Linked DNA regions of Mus musculus: regions 2 and 3 are each linked to region 1. The links are chromatin contacts, called in public Hi-C maps. All regions are on one chromosome and are shown on one strand. Each heading gives the region's core, a stretch centred on a gene start, on an enhancer-like site or on the middle of the called end of the contact. The rest is flanking DNA. Distances are from core to core; before and after follow the strand shown.

What was found. Hi-C and Micro-C count contacts between places; a contact is called where the count stands out from the background.
Region 2: a Hi-C map of the N1E-115 cell line shows a contact between it and region 1, with 2.4 times the contacts expected there. The contact joins two enhancer-like sites.
Region 3: a Hi-C map of the N1E-115 cell line shows a contact between it and region 1, with 4 times the contacts expected there. The contact joins two enhancer-like sites. A contact is called at or near these places in 2 of 39 promoter capture datasets (hippocampal neurons and stem cell-derived epiblast-like cells) and 2 of 484 Hi-C or Micro-C datasets (the N1E-115 cell line and bone marrow-derived macrophages).

The regions. Positions count from the first base shown.
Region 1 is chr1:159,907,249-159,910,143 of GRCm38.p6, reverse strand. The region is part of intron 18 of Tnr (tenascin R); the gene reads right to left. Among named protein-coding and RNA genes, the nearest start is that of Gm31667, 120 kb to the left of the region's middle. Within about 2 kb of position 1,448, at least 4 of the 459 cell types and tissues checked have an H3K27ac peak or open chromatin away from gene starts, as enhancers often do. A contact at or near this core is called in the N1E-115 cell line, where this site is marked.
Region 2 is chr1:159,481,649-159,484,543 of GRCm38.p6, reverse strand. No RefSeq gene overlaps it. Among named protein-coding and RNA genes, the nearest start is that of Tnr, 41 kb to the left of the region's middle. Within about 2 kb of position 1,488, at least 4 of the 459 cell types and tissues checked have an H3K27ac peak or open chromatin away from gene starts, as enhancers often do. A contact at or near this core is called in the N1E-115 cell line, where this site is marked.
Region 3 is chr1:159,601,426-159,604,320 of GRCm38.p6, reverse strand. The region is part of intron 1 of Tnr (tenascin R); the gene reads right to left. Among named protein-coding and RNA genes, the nearest start is that of Tnr, 79 kb to the right of the region's middle. Within about 2 kb of position 1,385, at least 1 of the 459 cell types and tissues checked has an H3K27ac peak or open chromatin away from gene starts, as enhancers often do. A contact at or near this core is called in the N1E-115 cell line, where this site is marked.

The DNA.
Region 1 (2,895 bases), core at 199-2,698:
GGAACACTGGCCTTATTTCTGGTCATCTAGGCTATTATTGACCCTGGTCTCCGGAGCAACCAATGTGCCTACTTGCCTTTCCCTCTCTCACTGTCTGTGGTCTTCCTTTTAGATCAGCATATAATGTGCTTGGCATCCAGCCTATTGCTTCCTTGTTCACTGTTTCTCCCAAAGGAAGAGATCATCATTAAACCAGCCCATTTTCTTGGGGAGACAGAAATCTGCATGTCTCAGTTGTCCATGGATTCCCCCACAAAAAAACTTTTCTCAAAACTCACCACAGTAACATCACTCAAATACGTATATAAAACCAAATCCATTTTGAGAATAGAGAAGTAAACAATTTTATATAAACCCCTTCTTCGTTGATAACTACTAGAATGTATGTTATAGATACTTGAAGGGGGTTCAGATCCACTCTTAGTTTTTCTAAAGTTAGACATAATGTAAGCACATATAATATATTGAGATGACTTGTTCTGAGGAAGAGGAATTTTAAGTATCTAAGATGCTGTCATAAAAGAGGCATTCACTCATCTTTAAAGCTGGGAGATAAGAATAAGATCAACTGAAGAGATAAGTGTCTAAGGAGTGTCAAAGATGGATGGGATAAAGGTCTCAGATGAAGGTTGGGAGAGGGAGGACCATATGCCCTGCTTTCTGGGCTCCTATAGTTAGCTGGAAGGTGGAAGCACTATCCAAGTGTGTGGGAGGTTGATGCATGGTTGCTGGGCGCACTTGCCTTACCCTTGACAAATTACAAGGCCATCTGGTTGTTAATAGATTCAATTTACTGTAATTTAGTCTATGGCATTAGTGGAAAGGCAATCACGAAGCACTTTGCTTCTGCAGACTATCAGAAGCAGCAACCTGGGATTTTTCATTCCCTGGGAACTTGGAGAAGATTCCACATGAAGCTTCTTGCCATCTTGCGCCAGCCTCGAAAGCATCCCAAGTTTGTCTCAGAGTCACTAGTCCTCCATTAACACACTTGTCCCTTTAATGTGATGAGAGAAAGCAAAGGCTTGCTGAGGGCTCTCAAGTTACGGATTTCCTTATCCTTCAGATTCCTGTGCTCCATCCCAGGTCTACCAAGTCGAGCAGGGAGACAGTCTCAGGACTCAGTATCTGACTAAAGAGCTTCATTCACATAGAGCTGTTTTCAGTTTGCATTTTTCTCTTCTCGGAAGCCAAGAGTTAGAAATGGTAAATGAGATGGTGACCTGAGGCCTCTTGGCCAGCTCTCCCTGCTTAGATCCACATGACTGGGCGAATAACAGAATTAATTTTTCTCCTCTCCTTCTTAAACACACACACATACACACACACATACACTTTCCTGTTCTCTCTCTCTCTCTCTCTCTCTCTCTCTCTCTCTCTCTCTCTCTCTCTCTCTCTCTCCCTCTCTCTCTCTCCCTCTCATAATCTTTTGTCTCTAAGAAGAACATCCTGAGCACCCCATCTTTCTGTTTGGGGTGGGATGGAAAGAAGAGGGGATATTTGGCCTTGAGCTTAAGCCTTGTATTCTAGTCTTTGCGATTTCACCCTACTGCTTTGGTGGTATTGGACTTTGACTCAGCTAAAAATCATAAAAACACATTCATGTTCCAATTGATCTGGAATTCATATGTTTTAGAAGACTACCAGGGCCGATCCTTAGCTCTCTGGATGCCATTTAATCTAATCAGGTATCTACCTTTAACCCTGATCATTCTAATAATTATTTTAGACCAAGCACATACCTAGAAGGCTCTCTCTCCTTCCTCCTGGTGCAGTAACTGGAGCCTGGGTGGATAGGGTAGCCTTTTTTTTTTTTTTTTTTTTTTTTTTTTAAGCACGGGCTATGGCTATTACCAAGTTAGAAGGAAAACAAAGCCAAATGATTGCCACAGTGAAGTGTCTTATGGTTAAGTATTTCTAGATGTAACTGTGAGATCCACAGGCCCAGGGCATTCACCAGAAGAATTGCTCAGAAATTGGTTTGTATTGGGCATCAAAGGCTGCCTGCTGAGTGGTGAGTGGCTATCTTCATGATGACACACAGGGCAATCAGATGGCTCTGTGCCAGTGGGGAGTGGGAGACGCTTCTCTGTCCATTCCCAGCCCTCTTTTGTTTTGTGTCCTTGGGTCCAGCCTTTAAAATGATCAGATTTAATAGCTCTAGAGAGCCTCTGCCCACTGTCCACTCTGATGGACTCAGCATCAGGGCTGAAGCTGTGACGTCAGCATGCCCCTCAGCGAACAGCCACAGCAGTTTTCTCAGTAAATGCAGAATAAAGTATTGTTTTTCTCCACAGAATTAATTTTAACTATGTTAAAATTAATGGCTCGTATTTGCAAAGTAGCTGATAAGATTTTGGGGTGCAGACAGAGGCTGTGGATAGAGCCTAGCCCATAGGAGCTTAATCCATCACTTCAATTTTCTCAGATAATCTTCAAATTTACTAGCTTGTTGTCTTGTTACTCACTTAAAAGACATATAGGAAAATGTCCCTTGATTTCTAAATGCCAGGCTAAGAGATGGGAAAACATAGAAGGAGAAAAGACGTCTTACAAGTGGCTCATGGTCTTATGGGAAAACAAATATGACTTCAAGCTCTGAGACCAAGATGGGAGGTTAGAAGGGCATCAAAGTGGGTGTGAAGGGCAGTGAACATGGGAGCTGCTGAAGAGGGGCTGAGAGGTGGGGTTCTAGAACGGAGTAGAATTTGACAAGTGCTGATCAGCAAGCTTTCTTACTTTAGGAACTGACAGAGATCAGCCACATACCGGTAGAGGACGGTATTGCCGGCATGTGGAGAAGCACAGACCAATTGGAAAACTGAAGATTTACCTAACTAATTAGCACTGTGTTGGATGGATGTGATAACAGTGACTGAATCATGCTGCGTACGA
Region 2 (2,895 bases), core at 239-2,738, 430 kb after region 1:
GGCATTTACCCCAGACGTAGGAAAGAATGGTTAACCAAGGGGAGCATGGAAGGGATTTGCCCTGCAATTTTCTGAAAAGAGTGTTCACTAAGCAGAAGCAGGCCTGCTGAGTTTCTGGTGGAGGTGGATAAACCATGGGTGCCCTGGGCATCCTTCTCTACCACTCTCTGCCTGGCTCTGTATAAACAGAGAAAGAAGAAGTCAGAGCCTGGGTACTAGTCCAGAGTGAGGGGTGAGGATGGCTGCCACACAATCAAAGAAGCTCACAAAAATAAAAAGTCTCAAGGCAACAGCCAAGGGCATTGCAGAACAGAAATATTAGCTGTTGATTTTAAAGTGGCAAGATTGTTGCAACGTAAATAACCATCTTCACTTCCATCCCTGTCCCACACTGATACAAATATATATACTCCATGACCATAAATCAACAAAAATAGACAAGTTTCCTTCAGGGTCAATATAGGGCGGAAGAGAAACATCTGATGCCAAGGGACTGTGTGACAATCCATAAAATGTGCTCATTCTGTAGAAGTAGGGTTTCAGAGGCTAGGCAATGATGAGAACCTGTGCATCCCCGGATCTGAGGAGGATCTTGATGTAAGCATTGCAATTCCATGGGGTGCTCACTGGCGGCTGGATGAAATCTAATCCAAATGTTATACGCTGGGGTGTTATTCAAACATCAGGATGGAAAATCAGAAGTTAGACAAGATCCTAGATAAAGGGGGACCCATGTAAGGGGAGAATGGAGGAAGGGATGGGAGGAGACTCCTTAAGACAGAAAGATCAGGAAGAGGTCTCTAAGGAGTCTCTAAGATCAGAGACTCACAACCGAGGCTGCACAGTGGGGTCCAGCTTCCAGAGCTTACCTAATGAACTTGACTCATAAAGGGGGAGGTGAACCAGATTACATCTTCCTGGGCATCTCTAGTGGAGGGTTTCCCATTAGCTCTCCAAAATGGGGACCTGGACAATGAGATAGAAAAAGGAGTAGTTATGGAAAGTATAGGGTACTGGTTGGGAAAAAAAAAAAGAGACCCTAGCCAGGAGTCAGAAGGAGTAAGCAATGAATGAATTTGGAGCAGAGGGAGGTGCTGACTGGCTTCTGTGGTCCTTTGGCAAGAATCATAAATCCCCAAATGACCAAGATGACTGTACTGATGGTGGAAGAGATAAATCCAGTGAGATTTCATAAAAGGCATTTATAAAGCCCAGAAAAGAAACCAAAGAATAAAGGCTGGGCTAATGGAGGAAACATCAGAGATAGAAATAATGAAGGTAAATACAGTTTTAAGGAGATAGGCTGGTCTGCTGAGTGCTGGGTCTGAGGTAACAGCCAAATGAAGTGTCTAATTAGACCATTAAAATTATGGGATGGGATTTGCAGCCAGGATTTTAGATTGAGTTTATGAGTCATGCACCTAAAGTAAATTCAAGCATGTGATAGGAAATTGAAGAAGCCTGTATTTACACAAATGAGAGGACCCACGTAGTCAGAGAATAAGGTGTGGCTAGAGAACAGGGCAGAGAGCAGAGGTCATAGGCTGTCTGTTAAGCCTCACTCAAGAGACCTTGTGGATCCTCTGAGAGAGCAGACTGGTCCATGGTCCCCGAAAACCTCTTTGAAGATGTCTGCAGAAAAGCACTCAAACTGTTAGAAGTCAGGGTTAAAAACCCGAAGGGAGCATCCCCCATCACCTCATCGAAATCAACAATAAAGATAAAAAATGCAGGACTATAGAAGTTGTGATAGGGTGAGAGTCTCTCCCCTAAAGGCATGAGCCAAAGAGGCAGCTGGGGGGAGGGGTAAGGCTTTCGGCAAATCAAGAAGTGAGGGGTCCAGGTCCCTGCAGAGATGGGAAGGGACATAGCTGGGCACAGAGTAGCCCCAGGAAAGGAAAATGTCTATCAGGTAACTACTGCTGCATGACAAATCACCCACAGTTCATTAGATTAAGGCACTACTGTGTTAATCAAGTTCTCTGGAGAAGTAAAACCAATAAAAGGGGTAGAAAGGAGTAAGGGAGAGGAGGGGTGTTGTCAGGAATTTGTTCATGAAATTGTACAAAAAGAGGCTCCAAAATTATCAGAGACTCATAGCTAGAACTCCTGGAAATGGTGAGGGGATCTTTTTCCTTAAAGTATTCATCTGACTGAATGAGGCTTACCCACATTACAAGGGGCAAGTTGCTTTAGTCTACCACTTTAAAAGTTAATTATATCTGAAAAATACCTTCACAGAGGCATTCATATATGTATAGCAAACACCTAGGTGTTGTATGACCTAGTCAATTAATAAATGAAATAAGCCATGAAAACTACCTTTCATTTCGATTCTGAGTTTCTATGCAGATTGGGCAGTTCTTTCTAGACCAGGCTTGACTGAGGTCATGTAGATTTGTTTATGCATCTGTGGCCAGTTACTGAATTGGGACCTTGGGGTGGCCTCTACTGGTCTCTGCTACTACACCTCAGCCCCCCTCTATGTTGGCTACCATCTTCCAGCAAGCTAGCCTGTGCTTGTCATGACCAAGGGGATTCTCTTATCATTAGCTGACTTTTGACTCTACCTGGATGGATTTAAAGAGCAAATGAGAAGCATCTCGTCTACACCAGTAGGAGAGTTAGTCCTGGTCCTTGAGTGCCAGAGCCTGGAGACTATTAGGGTAGCCAAAAGCTTATAGCTACATGCTCTGTAAGCTTCAACATGAGCAGGCACTGTCTGCTGCTTCTTGTTCTAGAGTGACTTATGGTTAAAGCCCTAATTAATACATCTAACCTAGAGCCAAAGGTCTAAGTCCTGGAGCAGGAGACTTTTGGTATTACAGATACTAATAAAACATACAGTTTGGGAGTCTAGGCTTTGACATTGGTTAGTGTTATAGTTTTAAACTC
Region 3 (2,895 bases), core at 136-2,635, 310 kb after region 1:
AGGTTGCTTTCAGTGGCTTTATAGTGGTGTGATAAATAGTGAGACAGGAAGTCAAAGCTGGGGTGGGGCACCCAAGTGACACTTTATTCCAAGGACATTCGAGGACGACTCTACTGAGGGAGGTTTCTAGAATTCCTCCTCACCTGGTCTTGCACTGCGCCTCCAACTCCACCCAAGGACAGCCCTATAACCTTTAACAGCACAGTGGAAGTAAAGTAAATGCTTTCCCTTAGCAAAGGATTGGGATACAAGTCCCCAATCAATGAGGGAAACTTTAAAGAGATTAAGACTGCATCCATGATCTTGCATACATGTCTCTCTCCCTTCAAGAACCTTCTCTCCTGACTTTGATCTTTCTCTTCTCTTCTATATTTACTGTATCTATCCTTCCTCTCTCTCCTATTTTCCTCACTCCCTGACTTATTCCAATCATTTTTTCGGACTTTGGATTCCATTCTCACTTCTTTGTACCTCTTCCTACCATCTGGTTCTAGGCATCTCAGCTGAGCATCCTCTCAGAGCAGGTGCAATGTCCTCTATTGCCATTCTCTGGCCAGGAGAGGATGATAAATTCAATGTTCATAAACTTAGGAGCATGCAAAGTTAATCTATCCGCAATCTGCAAGGGGAAATTACAATTTTCATTCCCAGACCCAATACCACTTAACCCGAAGGTGAGTGTTTAGAGGAATATGCCTGTTCCTATGTTTTAAGGAACAAATCAGTGTTAGAGCATAGAGATTACAATCAGAAACCACAGATGAGCAAGGAGAGGATGCATATTCGGGTCTTGAATATTTAGGATAGTGTCAGATATCCAGGTTTGGGCAAGACTAACCAAGGCAATAAATCATGATAGGTACCACATAGCTTACCACATAGCTCTGTCAGAGTGTGTCTTATTTCCTATGTATCTTATTTCTTTCTGTGATGTGATGATCTCTTTTGATTGCCACCTGCTTTGACATAGCCTTCTTACCCCCAGACACTACAATGACTCATCTCTTTCATTAAGCCTGGCGGATGCCCATTGCTCTGAGTATCTCCAGACCATGATATAGATCCTGATAATTTACTGCCCTGTCTTCTAGACTTGTCTTCTTATCTTCCAGAAAGGAATCAGACAGGCTAAGTCCTTCTTTTGTACCTGTTCAGAGTCAGACTTGGTATGAGCATCTGACAGATGGCTAACAGTGTGTGATGGATGGATGGATTTGAATCTCATGAAAACTGGTATGTAAGGCAGGAGTGGGTGTGTTCTTTCTGTCACAATGATGTCAAACTTAGTAGTGTTGCAAGGAATCATTGGCCTGTCCTCTGGACCCAGGAAGTATATATTTCACCTGTGCTTCAGGATGCTCTGCCATCTGAGTATGGAGAAGAGAGTGGGTTCTTGTGGGTGTCTTGTGAGCAGAGGCTGGACCTTCTTTGATGGAGGACAAAGACATGGCTACTCCTGCCCTGGGGAAGAAGTTTGGCTGGCCTGAGAGGTCACTTCTAAGCTTCAGTAGCTATCTGATGAACAGTTAACTTCTTTGACTTGTTTTTCTTCTTGGCAGCCAGCCTTCCCAGGTTTGAAGGTCCCATGACTTAGATGTCTGTCTATGTGTCCTGAGTTAGGCACACAGGTCCCAAGGATGGCTTTGTTTCCAATAGCAGTAACAAAATATTTGCCAAAAGCAACATGAAAACACAAGAGTGAACAGCAGTTCAACTTGAGGGTAATGACCTCTTTGGCGATCCAATGACTTTATTCTAAGAATTGTGTAAGACCATCCATCAGAAAACACAGCTATTTACATTATGATTCATAAGAGTAGCAAAATTACAGTTATGAAATATTAAAGACAATAACTTTGTGGTTGGGGGTCACCACAACAGGAGGAACTATATTAAAGGGTTGTAGCATTACAAAGGTTGAGAACCACTGAATTAGGCTCAGTTTGAGGGTGCAGTCCATCAGGCAAGGAAATGCACAATATTGGGCATCTGAGGTTTCTGGTCACAAAGACAGAAATAAGTGCTGTTGTTCTATTTGCTTTTTTCTTCGTTCTCAGCCCAAGACCAGAATGAGCAGGATGGTTAGACTCAAGGTGGGTCTTCCCTTTTGTGTAAAAATATTCCAGAAACTTCCTCATAAACACACTTTTAAAGTATGGCCAAGGGATTAGCAGCATTGGCACCGGTAGACTTTGTTAGAAATGTAGAAGCTCAAGCTGTGAATGGTGGCTCCTGTATGTAAGCCAAGCTTTCAAGAGGCTGAGGTCAGAGCACTGATCATGTGTTCAAGGTCAGACTAAGCAGGGAGACTCAGGCTCCACCCAGGGCTATATAATGAGATTCTGTCTCAAGGAAACAGAAGAAAATGAAGGATGATGGGAAAGGAGGAAGAGGAATAGGAAGAAAGGGAAGAAAAAGAAAAGAAGGAAGAGAAATGGGACAAACAGGAGAAGGAAGGGTAGGAGGAGGTGGAGACTCTTCATCCTAACTCTAGACCTATTGGATCTGAATTTGCATGCATAATGGGATCTCCCAGTGGTATCTAGTCCCTTTCTTCCCATCTGAGAAGCTCTGGGATAATCAATGGATTTCAACCAGCTTTAATAGGAGCAGATTCTGAATACTCCCCTGTAGGGATGTGGGTTGGGTGCATCCTACATACCATGTACCAAAGAAATCTGTATGAGTGATATTACCTATTGTGCTTGGCACATTAGAAGTGGCGCTATTAATAGGTGTGGCCTTGTTGGATGAAGTGTGTCACTGTGGGAGTGGGCTTTGAGGTTCTTTGCTCAGGCTCCCATCAGTGCATCCTCCTCTCATCCTCCTCCTGGATGCCTGCAGAATTGAATCTCCTCCTCAACTGCTTGAGAGTAGAAAGTGGAAGAGGCAAAT